Regions from separate parts of the Sus scrofa genome. Here region 1 is linked to region 2. A link is a contact called in public Hi-C data. All regions are on one chromosome and are shown on one strand. The core of a region is the stretch at or near the end of the contact, and the rest is flanking DNA. Distances in the headings are between cores, read along the strand shown.

Region 1 (6,221 bases), core at 3,055-5,554, 110 kb after region 2:
GGTTATCTTCTCCCATCAACAGGGAACCAGCTATGTCAGACCTCTATTACTTTTCTATTTCTTCTTCCTATGTGACAGCTCATAGGAAGAGGGATAGGAGGAGGAAAAGAAGGGACCATGCCTCTTAGGAACAGGTCTCATAGGCTAAAGATCAAGCTGGAAGGGCAGGGACAATATGAGAGCAGAATTTAACATGGTAAGAATTATTGAATTATGCTGTTCTTTTTTTTTCTTTCTTTCTTTTTAGGCTGTACCTGAGGCATATGGAAGTTCCCAGGCTAGGGGTCAACTGGGAGCTTCAGCTGCTGGCCCATGCCATAGCCACAGCAACACCAGATCCAAACTACATCTTTGACCTATGCTGTAGCCTGTGGCAGCACCGGATCCTTAATCCACTGAGCAAGGCCAGGGATTGACCCACATCTTCAGGACACTATGTTGGGTTCTTTACCTGCTGAGCCACAGCAGGACCTCCGAATTTTGCTCTTTTATTAAATGAATGGGTCAGGAAGCTACAGGACTGAAAAAGAAAATCCCAAAGCTTATGGTTAAATACACTTATGGGGATAAACAACAAACCAACTCTTCCCCCATGTGTCATGTTATCCCTCTCAAGACCAGCCTGTTTGGTGAACTGGTTTCCTAAACACATAGGTGTAAAGGCTGCAGGTGGAGTAGAAGACACTACTTTCCTTTTCACATACAGGGCTCATCAATTGGCTCATATCTGCCAACATGTGTTTGCCATGGGAAGGAAGTGAACTGTGTCTATTAAGCTTTGTGATTTTCAGAATCTGAATGGTCTTGCCATGGATTAAAGAGGAGAGGAGGGAGAGAGAGGGAAGGAGCTAGTGTCCTAAGGCACTAAGAGCCTTGGGGCTAGTATGACTGGCAGAGAACCACTCACTGAAGCAGCAGAGACCAGGGAAAATCTTGGGAATTTAAATCTTTAGGGGATATGTTTAGGACTCAGGCAGTTCTGCATGAACAGGTGGAGTCTTTGAATAAAAATCAGTTTAATAGTTTAATTCTTCCATTTGTATCTACAAACTGGGGAGAACTGAAGGTGTATGGATTTTAGGGGTGAATAATTAAGATGAATATTTATTTATGCATCCATTTTTCATGAACAAACATATAGTGACTACCTACTATGAGCCATGTACAATGCTAGATACTGGATGTACAGTGGAGAGTAAAGCGTTTAACTTCTGCTGGGCTAAAGTTATGAAAATGCAGAGAGCTTTAAATGGGCACCAGATCAGGTCTGAGGGTGGAAGAGAATAAGCGGAAAGTGACACAAAAGGGCAGTGTTTGAGGATAATGGGAAACAGGGTTCTTCATGCTTAAGAATTCCTTTAATGTTGTTTTGATACTCCTTTCATAATAAATAATAATCATAAAAGGAAAGAAATGAAAGTTTTGGCACAGTGAACCAAGTGGATAACTGCTTTCATTTTTTTTTCCTTAGAGTCCAAGTCAATTAAAAATCATTCAACTATGATAAGAGGTCTCCATCACCTCATTTCTACTTTCCCTGCTGAAGCCAGAGATCAACTTCCGTTTGTCCATTTACCCTCCATTCCATTCATGCTGCTGACACCTCTGGCTCATTCCCCCTTGAAACAAGTCATGATAAGGATTTCTTCTTGTTCTCTGTTGTAATGTCAAAATCCTTCAGCAGTTTCAGAGGAAGACTGTTAAAACAAAGTTGTAGATCTCTCTTCCTTGTTATATCCTGAGAAATTAGGAAAAGAGAGATGGTGTTATCTGAGGACCTCAAATGCCAGGAGAGCTTTGAATGCAAACGATGAATCTCTTGTGATTTTCAGGTAAAGCCTGAGAAAGTAGATTTAGATACTCAGGTGGATTATGGAGGAAGCTGATGCCCAAGTAGATTATGGAAGAAGCCAAACAGGCTCTGATACAGGAATTTAAGCTAAGCATGAATTAAAGCATCCCCAATTAACACTTATTCCTTACACAAGCATGCACACACACGCAAACACACACACACACACACACACTCACAGAGAGGGATTGAAGATGTATAAGTACTAAATGAGATTGAACACTTCTAACTAGATGATGGACAGTATATAGGCTAAAAATGTAAACATTAAAATTTAGACCTTAATAGAAACACTTAAGTGGTTAGTGACACAAAATTTTTCTGTGGTAAAAAAATAAGTGTTTTCTGTAGTTTCAAGAAAATACCAGGAGCAGTCCGCCCTCAAAGAGGTATATGGAAGCTTCATGATAGAGATATCAGTCTATTCAAGGGAATAGACAGCAAAAGATATCATGACTTTCATGATAGAGATACCAGTCTAATCAGGGGAATAGAAAACAAAAGGATTCAGCTCAACCTGTAGCATTTTCATGGACTCATTTGTGTGCTTGAATTGAGGAAGCTCTCAGAGATGTGAGTAATTCCAGACTGATTTCTGTCCAATGCAGGTTGGGGCCCCTTGGTGGTGGCTGTCTCTGGGGAAGTGGAACTTTTGACCATGATTTCAAAGTGTGGGTCAAAGAAGTGAAAGAAACACAGATGGGGAAGAAGAACTAGCAGGCTCCCTCCCTCCATGGAGACTGGATGAAACAAACACATGCATAGTTGTAGATAACACCTTCACTGATTCTATAACTTAATACAGTGCTTAAAATATAGAAATCTTTACAGTACTCTTTTCCCTTAACATGGTGTCAAGGCCATTTTCTTATCTTAACCTTAAGTACTTTGGTGGCCTGCATTCTTGGTGGCGTGCATTAAACTATAAACCCAGTTTACAGCAGCAACGGTGCTGTTGGGATATGGGCTTGGGGATATGCAGATGTGTGGAAACTTGCCAGAACAGGTCTGTCAATTAGGTTATTGGTTTGTTAGAAACTGTTGGGGTCTTGGGAAGAAAGACCAAGATTGATGGATGGAAACCCAAAATACTGACAAAATTAAAGGCGATACTTTATGAGAGAATAAATAGCCTCATTAACTGACCCTCAGGGAGACTGGCCCACCCTATTTGCAATGCTGGAGCCAGGTGGGTCTCCCAGCTGTGGAGCCAGGTAGGACTTAAGGATCAAGGAGCCTCTCTCCCATAGGCGGCGGAACTGAGCTCTGCATGCCAAATTTATTTTAAATTCCCAACCTGATATATTGCTCTACTTCCCCTGAGGAAAGGGAATAAAGAGGAGGGAGGGAAGCAGGGTTTAGGGAAAATTCCTCTTCACTGAAACCAGAACAGCTGAGAAAATGTGTTTCCCTCTAGTGGAAATGACTTCTTAATCCTTCAGATTTTTTCATTTAACACTCTCCGTGGCTATAGCACATGGTTCAAGGTGGCTTTGAGGGATTAAGCTTCAAACATTTAAGCCGTGTAATGCAGTGCAATTGGTAGCATTGTTTTGTATGGCTTTGAATCCTAATGTTTTCCTTCGGGTCCTAGGCCCGGGACTGGGCTCATATGCTTGGATGTGTTAAGCTTATTAAAAACTGACTAACTGGTCAGAATGGCTGACAAATCAGCCACTGAGATCTTCAGACTTGACTTCAAATGATTCAGTTCCACAAACAAATCAATGACACTATGTCTTGCCCTATAGATGTTTGTTCAAATATATCAATTACATCATCTTTCAGAATTTTACATCCCAGATTTTATTCTAAACACAAATGAAAGACATTTCTAAATTCTTAAAAGCATGGGAAATGTGATATTTTTGTGGATACAAACATTGAAATTCCTTTAGGGATTTCTGTTTCCACCACAATATAAACCAAAACCAATGCATATATATATGCAGCCCCCTCCACCCCCGACAGGCTGCTAATTGTATTGTCTACTAGGAAGATCAAATGAGTTATGAATGCTCCAAATGGAAGCTGTTTTATTAAGAAAAGCAATTAATGAGAAACCTAAAAGTTAAGTCATCTCCATGCCAGATCAACATAGTGTTTGTATGAAACTTACAAATCTTAGTTTTCAAAATGATATTGAGGAAACAAACATGACAGCTGTGCAAATATGGTCAATGCCTCACTTCCTACTGACTTCTAGTCAACAATTTTAAAACAAAAGCGGTGAGGACTTTCAGTGAAATCCTGGTGAGCAAGGAGTCAGTATTTAGTGATTTGGTGGCTGTCAGAAAATGTCTTCCTATTTTAAAGGGGCTGTTTGTTCCTGGCTGAGGTCTGTGAGTGTACGCAGGGAATTCCAAACTGAAAGTGTGTGTTTATAGGATACACAATACTGCAGATCAAGGCTGATCTGCAGTTAGGGCTGGTTCCCTTTGGTTTCTAGAAAGGAGCAAGGGTGCCCTCTTGGGCCCTGGTGCAGAAACTTCCCTCACACATGAATTCTCGGGGGCCTCATCTTAGGAACCGCAAGGCCAAAGGCAAAGTTTTAGCCACTGAAACAGGCCTGAGTGGGGGCAGCAGCTCCAGAATTGACTGAAGTCAGTTTGCCAGTACCTGCCAATCCCATCTTCAACTCTCCCTGGGCCCTTACTAACAATGCATGCCATTCCCACACTGGCCTGCCTCACCTCCTCAATCAGAACGACTGCTTCAGTGACAGGTTGATAGTATTTTGACGTGTTTTGTCTGTAATAATAATGCTCCTTAGCTACATCACGCAATACTGCTTCTTCAGGTGCCTTCAGATTAACATCATGTAATTTATTGCTTTAGCCATAAAAACTGCAGCATCTGAGGACTGGAAAAACATTACAGATTACGTAATTTAACCTCTTTGTCTGTCAAAGAGGAAACAGAGTTTGGGTCTCATGTAACAGAATTAAAAAGCCACAAGGTTTGAACCTAGAGCCGGTTTCCTGAACCCCCGTTAACAGAATTAAGTTTCTGTTACCTAATGTTTACAGAGAATATGTGAATGAGTCAGGATAGGTATTATTTCTATTTCATAGATAAAGATTTTAAAGATTATGGAGGTTCAGTGGTTTATTTGAAGTCACATGACTAAGTAGGGACAGAGCTAGAAAGGAATCCAGTGTCTTACCTTCTGGTTAGGATTATTTACAAACACATGTGTGTGAACCCAAACTCAGAAACTAAGAAAGACGCAGGTCTGTGCCTCAACAGTTAGTCTCCTGTTAATCAAACATTCAGTGGGTGTCAGGGGTTTTCCTAGTCACAAAGGAAATGTTGAACAGGACAGAGTCTGTGACATCCAGGGTGTGGTAGCCAGCCTCCGAGATGGACCCCCCAATGGCTTTTGCCTCGGGCCATTCATGCCCTTGACTAGTTTCTTCTCACACCAAATGCAGATGACCTGTGTGATCAGTTGGATATTGCTGAACAACTATGTGTTACCTCTCAGTCTAGGTCATAAAACACACTGTGGTTTCTGTCTTGCTCTCTCTTGGATCACTTGCTCTTGAAGGATCTAGTTGCCATATAGTGTGGACATCCCTGCAGCCCTGTTGAGAAGACCATTCAGGAACTGAGAACTCTGATAGCCAGCAAAAACCTGCCAATCATGTGTGTCAAGTGTCTTGAAATCAGATTTTCCAGCCCCTGTCAGGCCTTCAGATGACTGCAGCCTTGGCAGATATCCAACTGCAACCTCAAGTCAGACTCCAGGCCAGAACTACCAAGTGAAGTCATTCCCAAATTCTTAACTCATAAAAATGGTGTGAGATAATGTTCGTTGCTAGGTTTTTTTTGTTTTGTTTTGTTTTGTTTTTATCTTTCTTATGACTGAAACTTCTGCATATGGAAGTTCCTGGGCTAGAGGTTGAATCAGAACTGCAGCTGCTGGCCTACACCACAGCAACAACAAAACTGGATCCAAGCCACATCTGCAATCTACAGCACAACTTGCAGCAGCACCGGATCCTTAACCCAGTGATCGAGGCCAGGAAATGAACTCACGTCCTCATGGACACTATGTTGGGTTCTTAACCTGCTGAGCCACAATGGGAATTCCTGTTGCTGTTTTAAGTTGCTAAGTTTGGGGTAATTTATCATGCAGCAATGGATAACACATAGTTGGAGTGAAAAAATAAAGACAAAATTAAATAGAGTAACTTCAAGTAGAGTGTTATGAAGAAGATAAAATACGGTGCTATGATAGAGGGAGGTAGAGGACTGCTTTGACCAGGGTGGGGGGGCCCTCTAAGGAGGGGGGCACTTGAGCTGAGAGATCGCTGTTCATAAAGAGGCAACCATGGAGAGACTGAGAGAAGAGAAACTCCCAAAG
Region 2 (6,466 bases), core at 978-3,477:
CTCGGGATAAACAGTGGGAGATGGATATTGCATAAGTAATTCTCTGAAAACTCTCTGAGGAACACTGGACTTAGGCAATGTAGGAAAAAAATGATTCATTGTTCTGCTAGGTCTTTTTTCCCCCTGGGGGTAAAAGAATCAAAATTCTTCTCTGGCAGTTCTAAGTTCAAAGACATTTACTTCTGATGACAGAGCACGTTAACCACTGTGTGTGAAAGCTGTTGCTCGTGTGCACTTGAATTACCAGCAGGAAAAGTCTGTGAATCCCAAATATTTTAGTAAACAAGCTCCTCTACATTTCAGCTTCTTAGGCTTTATGTATTACATAGTTCCACTAGTTTCCCAGTCTATCTAGATATTTTATGGGACAATGTCAGGAACTTGAAAAGCTTCCACTTCCGCACATGTGGTTGCCTCGCTCTAGTCTGTCGACCACTGACCACAGCTGCTCTGCACTTCCATCCTACCCTCCAGCCTCTCTGAGGGCTGCTGGGTAATAAAGCACATTTCTGGGTAGGGCAGGGATGATGCCTTGTTCACAGCTGTAGCCTAAACTCCCAGCACAGGGTTCGGTTCAGAGTAACTGCTTGATAAATATTTATTAAATGGATAAACTGGTGTCTGGAATCCTCTGTCTTAGATCCACAATGATCTTCTATCTTCTCTGAGAAGGGTCTGGGAGAGAAGGCAGGCAGGTATTTATTTACACAATACGGGTGTTGATTTTTATTTCCTCCCTTTTGGATAGGGTTACTGGACAGGCAGACAGAGAAAATGTGTTAAGCAAAGTATATTTGACCAAGTCTCTCAAGATGCAGAGAAATTGAGTCTGGACCCTAATTCATTTAACAATATTCATGGCTACTAAAAACTGAGCCCCAAAGGAACTAAGGATCAGCCAGGCATTAGCCTAGAGGACAGCATTTTGAGAGCTGGGCCTCATGGCTCATGTCTGCACTTGGACATTCTCTAGGCAGTGATTTTATTTTAATCTTTATCAATATCTTCAACTAAATCCAAAGAATAAAGGCTTTCTCAATGTGACATGAAATTCAAGGAGTTGGCAATTATGTTGGAAAACTGAATCAGGATTCAAAAGGACATGGATGATGGCTGTGGGCCAAATCTAACTTAACAAGTAGGTAGTGTTTCTAAGACATTTGCTGTGGAGGGAAACGGGACATTCTGCAGCTGCCATGAAGTCTCAGGGATACACGTAAATATCTATTCAAATTCAGATAGCAGGCCGAACAAGTACCAACTAGGGCAAAAGAGCAATGCCTGTGAAAAAGGACTGAGTTTTAACTGACCTCAACCCCAACTTGAATAGCGCTGATGACTGCCAAAAATAGCTAATGTGATTTTAGTCAATATTAAGAGAACTGTGCTATCTTTAGAAACCAACCAAGTATTTATGGAGCTTCTATTTGCATTGTTCATGGTGCTGTGTAGGGCAGAAATGTAACAGGCAGAAAATACCTGCTTTGAAGTCACTTTCTAGTCAGAGGAAGTTTAGCAATCAGAAAACAATGTAAGATACGTGATTTGACAGCCTATCAAGGAAATGACCCTTCCAAATGCCCAAACACCCCAAACCAAAACCGAAAACAAGAACAAAAAAAAAAAAAAAAAATGGAAGTTTGAGTGCTTAGTCCACTGATATTTAGAGCTGTGGTCCAAAGTCATCCAAAACCTGCTGTAAATAAGGTATATGACTCTCTATAGGGACCAAGTCACAGGAATACATCTTAGAAAGGGTCTTTTTTGTTTGTTCGTTTTGTTTAGTTTTAAATAGGCTAGAGTTCACATCTCTGGAAAATTCAATTATGAGGATCCACTCATTCCTCAATAGGATCAAATAAATCAGATACTTCTGCACACAGTTAAGTGCTGAAGTATACAGGTCAATCCATGATGCTTGAGAAAAGAGGAGTCCACAGAAGAGGTCAGGGAAACAAGGTCCCCCACCCCCAACTCTCAATACGCCAGGGCAGATCTGTGGGCTCTGAGGACGTGGGGTCATGGAATAACCAGAGCCTGACAGGTGGAGAGGGGGAGAAACAGCTGCTTTTACATACGTCATACATATAACTGACCACCATACCCCCCCCCCCCAAGTTGTAGAGCATTATGTCACTTTTGGCACCTACAGCGCAACACACACCAAAACAACAGCACGCTTCCTTCCCAGGGAGGTTCCCCTGCCTGGTATTCTTCCTCCGTGGTGCCTAGAAAGGCCAGAAAAAGTCATGCCAGCAAGCGGGGCCATGCCTCTCCAAGTGCATGGCCTCTGAGTTCAGCTGGCCCTTATGGCACACAGAATGTCAGCTGTTTCTGTGCTCCCAGCAGCTTTTCCAAACCTCCGCCTCTTCCCGATTTTCATCCATCTCGGGCATGACCTACCCACCTCACTTCTATTTCATAAAGCACATTTTTGCCCAGTTACTGCAATCCAGCTCAAATCTGTTCCAAGGACTGCCTGGCCTTCCTTTTCTACTGGAAGCCACCTCTCCTGTTCCAGGCCAGTCCCTTCATCTCTTTGTAGCTGTGATGCTGGTGACCCCCTCCTCAAACCCTCTACTACTTTCACCTCCAGATTCGGTTCCCTCCTCTCCAGCACGTTCCTCTGCCCACCTCTGCCACCCTCCCCACCCCACCCCATTCTGCCCGCAGGTCTGCTCTCAGTGTGACCCACCAGGCCCACCCTGCACAGGCTCTGCTCTCCACACCTCCATCCTCTGTCTGCACAAGCTCTTTATCTTCCTGGAGTGTCTGCACCAATGACGCACTTACTCTGGGGGGTCTGCTTGTCCTTCTACATCTTCAAAACTTTTTGAACAATTTCGTGATTCTCCCCCTAAGCTAAATGGACCTTCTCTCTGCTTCCCTCCTCCTAAAACCCTGAACAGGTCTTTTACTCTGGGTTCTCTCAAGCAATCACTGGTTTCCGTGTTTGTTTGTTTGTTTTTTTTGGTTTTTTTTTTTGCTTTTTAGGACCACACTGGTGACATACGGAGTGTGTCCCAGGCTAGGGGTTGAATCAGAGCTATAGCTGCTGGCCTACAATGCAGCCATGGCAATGCAGAATCTGAGCTGTGTCTGTGTCCTACACCACAGCTCAGGGCAATGCAGGATCCTTAACCCATTGAACGAGGTCAGGGACAGAACCCTCAACCTCATAGATACTAGTCGGCTTCGTTACCACTGAGCCATGACGGAAACTCCCTTACCATCTTTTAAAAGGCTTCTTGAAATAAGAGGCTGCATTGCTCCTTGCCATATCTGTGTGGGAAGGGCTCAATAAACATCTATCAAGTGAATGGATAAACTTCATGAGAGCAAAATATGATGCCAGCACCAAGGTCCTTGACTCAGGAGCTGTCCAAACAGTTGTGTGGATGCTGAAAGACCAGGCTGCCATGGGTAAAGGGTGTGGACCAAGGGACTTAATGCCCCTGCCAAGAGGAAGAGTCTATGATGTTATGATGATTCTGTACCAAGTAAGTCTTCTTTCTCATTACTTTTTTTAAAGACTAGAAATTAACAATGTTTAAAAAGACCATATAGTAAATTCAAAAGTGAACGGGTGGTATTATTTTGCCTTCTCTTTCTTAGCAGACATCAAAACACTTCGGTTACCTATTGTTTTGTGTTATGGTGACAGAGGTCACTGACTGATGAAGATCTAAACCAGCCTTGTGCTCTAGACATGTACACCTGGTCTCTGTTCCTCAGCAGATGGCCTCTGATTTTTTTTTTTTTTAACCATGACTACTACACCAAGCAGTTAGAAGAAACAGGATGATGACAAGAACAATTTTTTCTCTCCTTTGTGCAATTTTTAACAGGAAGCTATTCATGTTTAAGGCTTTTAAAAATACTAAGTCTTAACGGTGAGTGTGTGAAAGAAAATCACTTCATAGTTTCTGGCATGGTTGGCGGCATTAAAAGAGCTCTGGATGTTGAATGACATCACAGTTTTAAACCTTCCTGAGAGACTGTTATTTCCTCACTAATTCCCCTTAAGCAAAATATTTAAGATCAGTATGAAGTTAAGAGATTCCAGCTTTTTCTTCTGAGGATTACCTTTCATGGAAATGATAAAATGGAAAAATAATTACTCCCCAAAATCCAATAAAAAAGCCAAATCCTCCTAGAAAATCCAGAGATAGCATTACCCTTCGGTACCCTCCACTTATCAGGGGGGAGAGAAAGAAAACTTCCCTAGATCCATTCAAATACAAAAACATTCTTCGCGACATTGAATTTTATAAAATCCCATTGTTAAATACTTCCTCTCAAACTCCTGCCAAATGGGAGGATTACTGCTGAAACAGACAAGGAATATGTGACCTCCTCCTCCTCCCCTGATGAACATCAGGGTTACACTTTGGCCCATGTACAGATCTATTTTCTACAAAGGATGCAGCTTTTCAGAGATGTGAAGGATCTGGAATAAGAACACTGGCCCTCATCAACCCACTTCCTCTATTGGAAGGGAGTCTCCCAAATAGTCCTCAAAAGGAAACGCTGGGATGAAGTCACCCAGGTTTATAAAGTAACAGTAGCCGGATGATGGGATCGTCTGAAAAGTGATGCAAGGCACAGCGGTCAGACCCAAAGTTCACGGGGACTTTTCATAATGCAATTTTAGATAAATATTTGCACAGATGTACACACATATTTATTTGTTTTGCTTCAACTGGACTCATCCGAGTGCTGTTTTTTTAAAATATAAACAGTGGGAAACTGCCATAGTAATGACTAGTCAAAGACAGCAATTATTTGCAAGAGCTAAAAGTGTTCATTTAATAAAAAGTAGGAAGCTGTGTGGGAGAAAAAGGAGTGAAATTCTCTAGTAAGTGAGGCCAGTTGGAATTTAATAATTCACTTTGGCTATCATATTTGTTTAGTCAGCAGGCCAGCATTTTTGCTGGGCTGCGCAGTGCCAGGGATGGTCTTCACCTAAAACACCCAGCGTGTTAAGAGAGGGACTGTTTCTAGCCAAGCTGAATAAATACTACCACCTCAGCCCTGGATATATACTGTTCATTACATATCTCTGAGCATATGCGAAAAGTCCCGAAAGGATTCTCGTTAGTTCAACCATTAATCTGGCTGAGATGTCATCAGATTATTTGAAAGTGTGTTAGGAAGCAGTGTTTCAGCAGTGGCCTATGTGTCAGCAGAGAGATATGCTCCTATTATACAATATAAGACAGTCTCCAGACTATATTTTTAACATCTCCTTAGTAATATAAACAGAGATCAGGACATGGAAAGCTCTCTTTTTATGAAGCAATGTTTTTAACTCTTCAAGAATATTTTCCTCAGCACTCTTCATTGAAATTGACTTTCTTCTTTCAAAGGTGAAGAGATGCAAGAAGTGGAGTGATTATAGAGTGTGTATATGCTGCTATAGTAATCAAAGTGGATCACTTTGTAACTGATGCTCAGAATACTATAATTACGCCAACAGCTCAAATTTATAAAAAAAACTTGCCACCTATGGAAGGTCCATAAGGGAGGCCGGAATGCAAAGAAATGGAAAGTCTAAGAATATGCAGCTGCCCATATGTCTGCATTCATCTACTCACACAAATATCTTTGCTTCCTGTGCTTTTTCATGGGTTCTCTTGTGTTTGACTCTTAAACATAATTTAGTTAGCTGAATTAACACTTCACCAGAATGAACTCTGCATTAGTTAGCTGCGGTCACCTAGAGGCCACAGACCTGGTTTTTCATGGAGCAGATGGTCAGATACTGCCTAGCAGATATTTATCCTATGGTAAATATATGACAGACATGTTAGTGAAAGGTAATCTACATATTCTTTCAGGGGAGGAGAATTAGGTGTCTGGACAGAGAAACTTCATGAAGAAGCAGTCGGTCATAACCCTGTGCAATTAGAGTCTCAGGTACTTAGAGAAGCCAGCAGCCTGCACCTCAGACAGCTGGAGGGCAACCTGGTGGTCCCAGGATGGGAAGTGCCTTCCTGGTGGCACCTGGGGAGCTGGCCTTTTTATAGAGTGTACAAGAGGCAAGGGATCGCCTAGGAGAAATGGCTGAGGAAGACACGAAGCGCAAGTTTGAATTTAGGGCAATAGCAGATTGAGAGATGGAAAAATCCTCAAACTTGTACTAAAAGACCTGATCAAGGAGCCCCAATACTGACAGGGGGTGTGGAGTGGGGGGGAGGAGAAAATCAGCCAGAGTCAGTTCCCTCAGCCACAGGCATCTGTGGACTTGGTCAAGGCCCACCCTCCCCACCCCCACGCTGGAAGACTGAAAGTCAGCATTGGGGCACAATCAATTTGATGGATAGGAATTTTTCTTCCAAAAAAAAAAAATTTAGAAAATGGTGATGTGTTTTCCTCTAGCAGTTCTTCTAGTCCTTGCTGAAGAGAGCACCTGTGATGTAGAAAAATAACATCCTATGACAGCTACCTTTGTCAAAATAGCCTC

Evidence for each region. Hi-C and Micro-C count contacts between places; a contact is called where the count stands out from the background.
Region 1: a Hi-C map of liver shows a contact between it and region 2, with 2.5 times the contacts expected there. The contact joins two enhancer-like sites. A contact is called at or near these places in 1 of 5 promoter capture datasets (liver), 27 of 47 Hi-C or Micro-C datasets (adipose tissue, alveolar macrophages, brain and 14 more) and 2 of 2 datasets of contacts at active chromatin or transcription factors (alveolar macrophages and skeletal muscle).

Annotation. Positions count from the first base shown.
Region 1 is chr1:51,502,362-51,508,582 of Sscrofa11.1, forward strand. No RefSeq gene overlaps it. Among named protein-coding and RNA genes, the nearest start is that of MIR30A, 93 kb to the left of the region's middle. Within about 2 kb of position 4,305, at least 18 of the 83 cell types and tissues checked have an H3K27ac peak or open chromatin away from gene starts, as enhancers often do. A contact at or near this core is called in adipose tissue, fetal liver and liver, where this site is marked.
Region 2 is chr1:51,395,699-51,402,164 of Sscrofa11.1, forward strand. The region is part of intron 4 of LOC102157778 (collagen alpha-1(I) chain-like); the gene reads right to left. Among named protein-coding and RNA genes, the nearest start is that of MIR30A, 14 kb to the right of the region's middle. Within about 2 kb of position 2,228, at least 25 of the 83 cell types and tissues checked have an H3K27ac peak or open chromatin away from gene starts, as enhancers often do. A contact at or near this core is called in adipose tissue, fetal liver and liver, where this site is marked.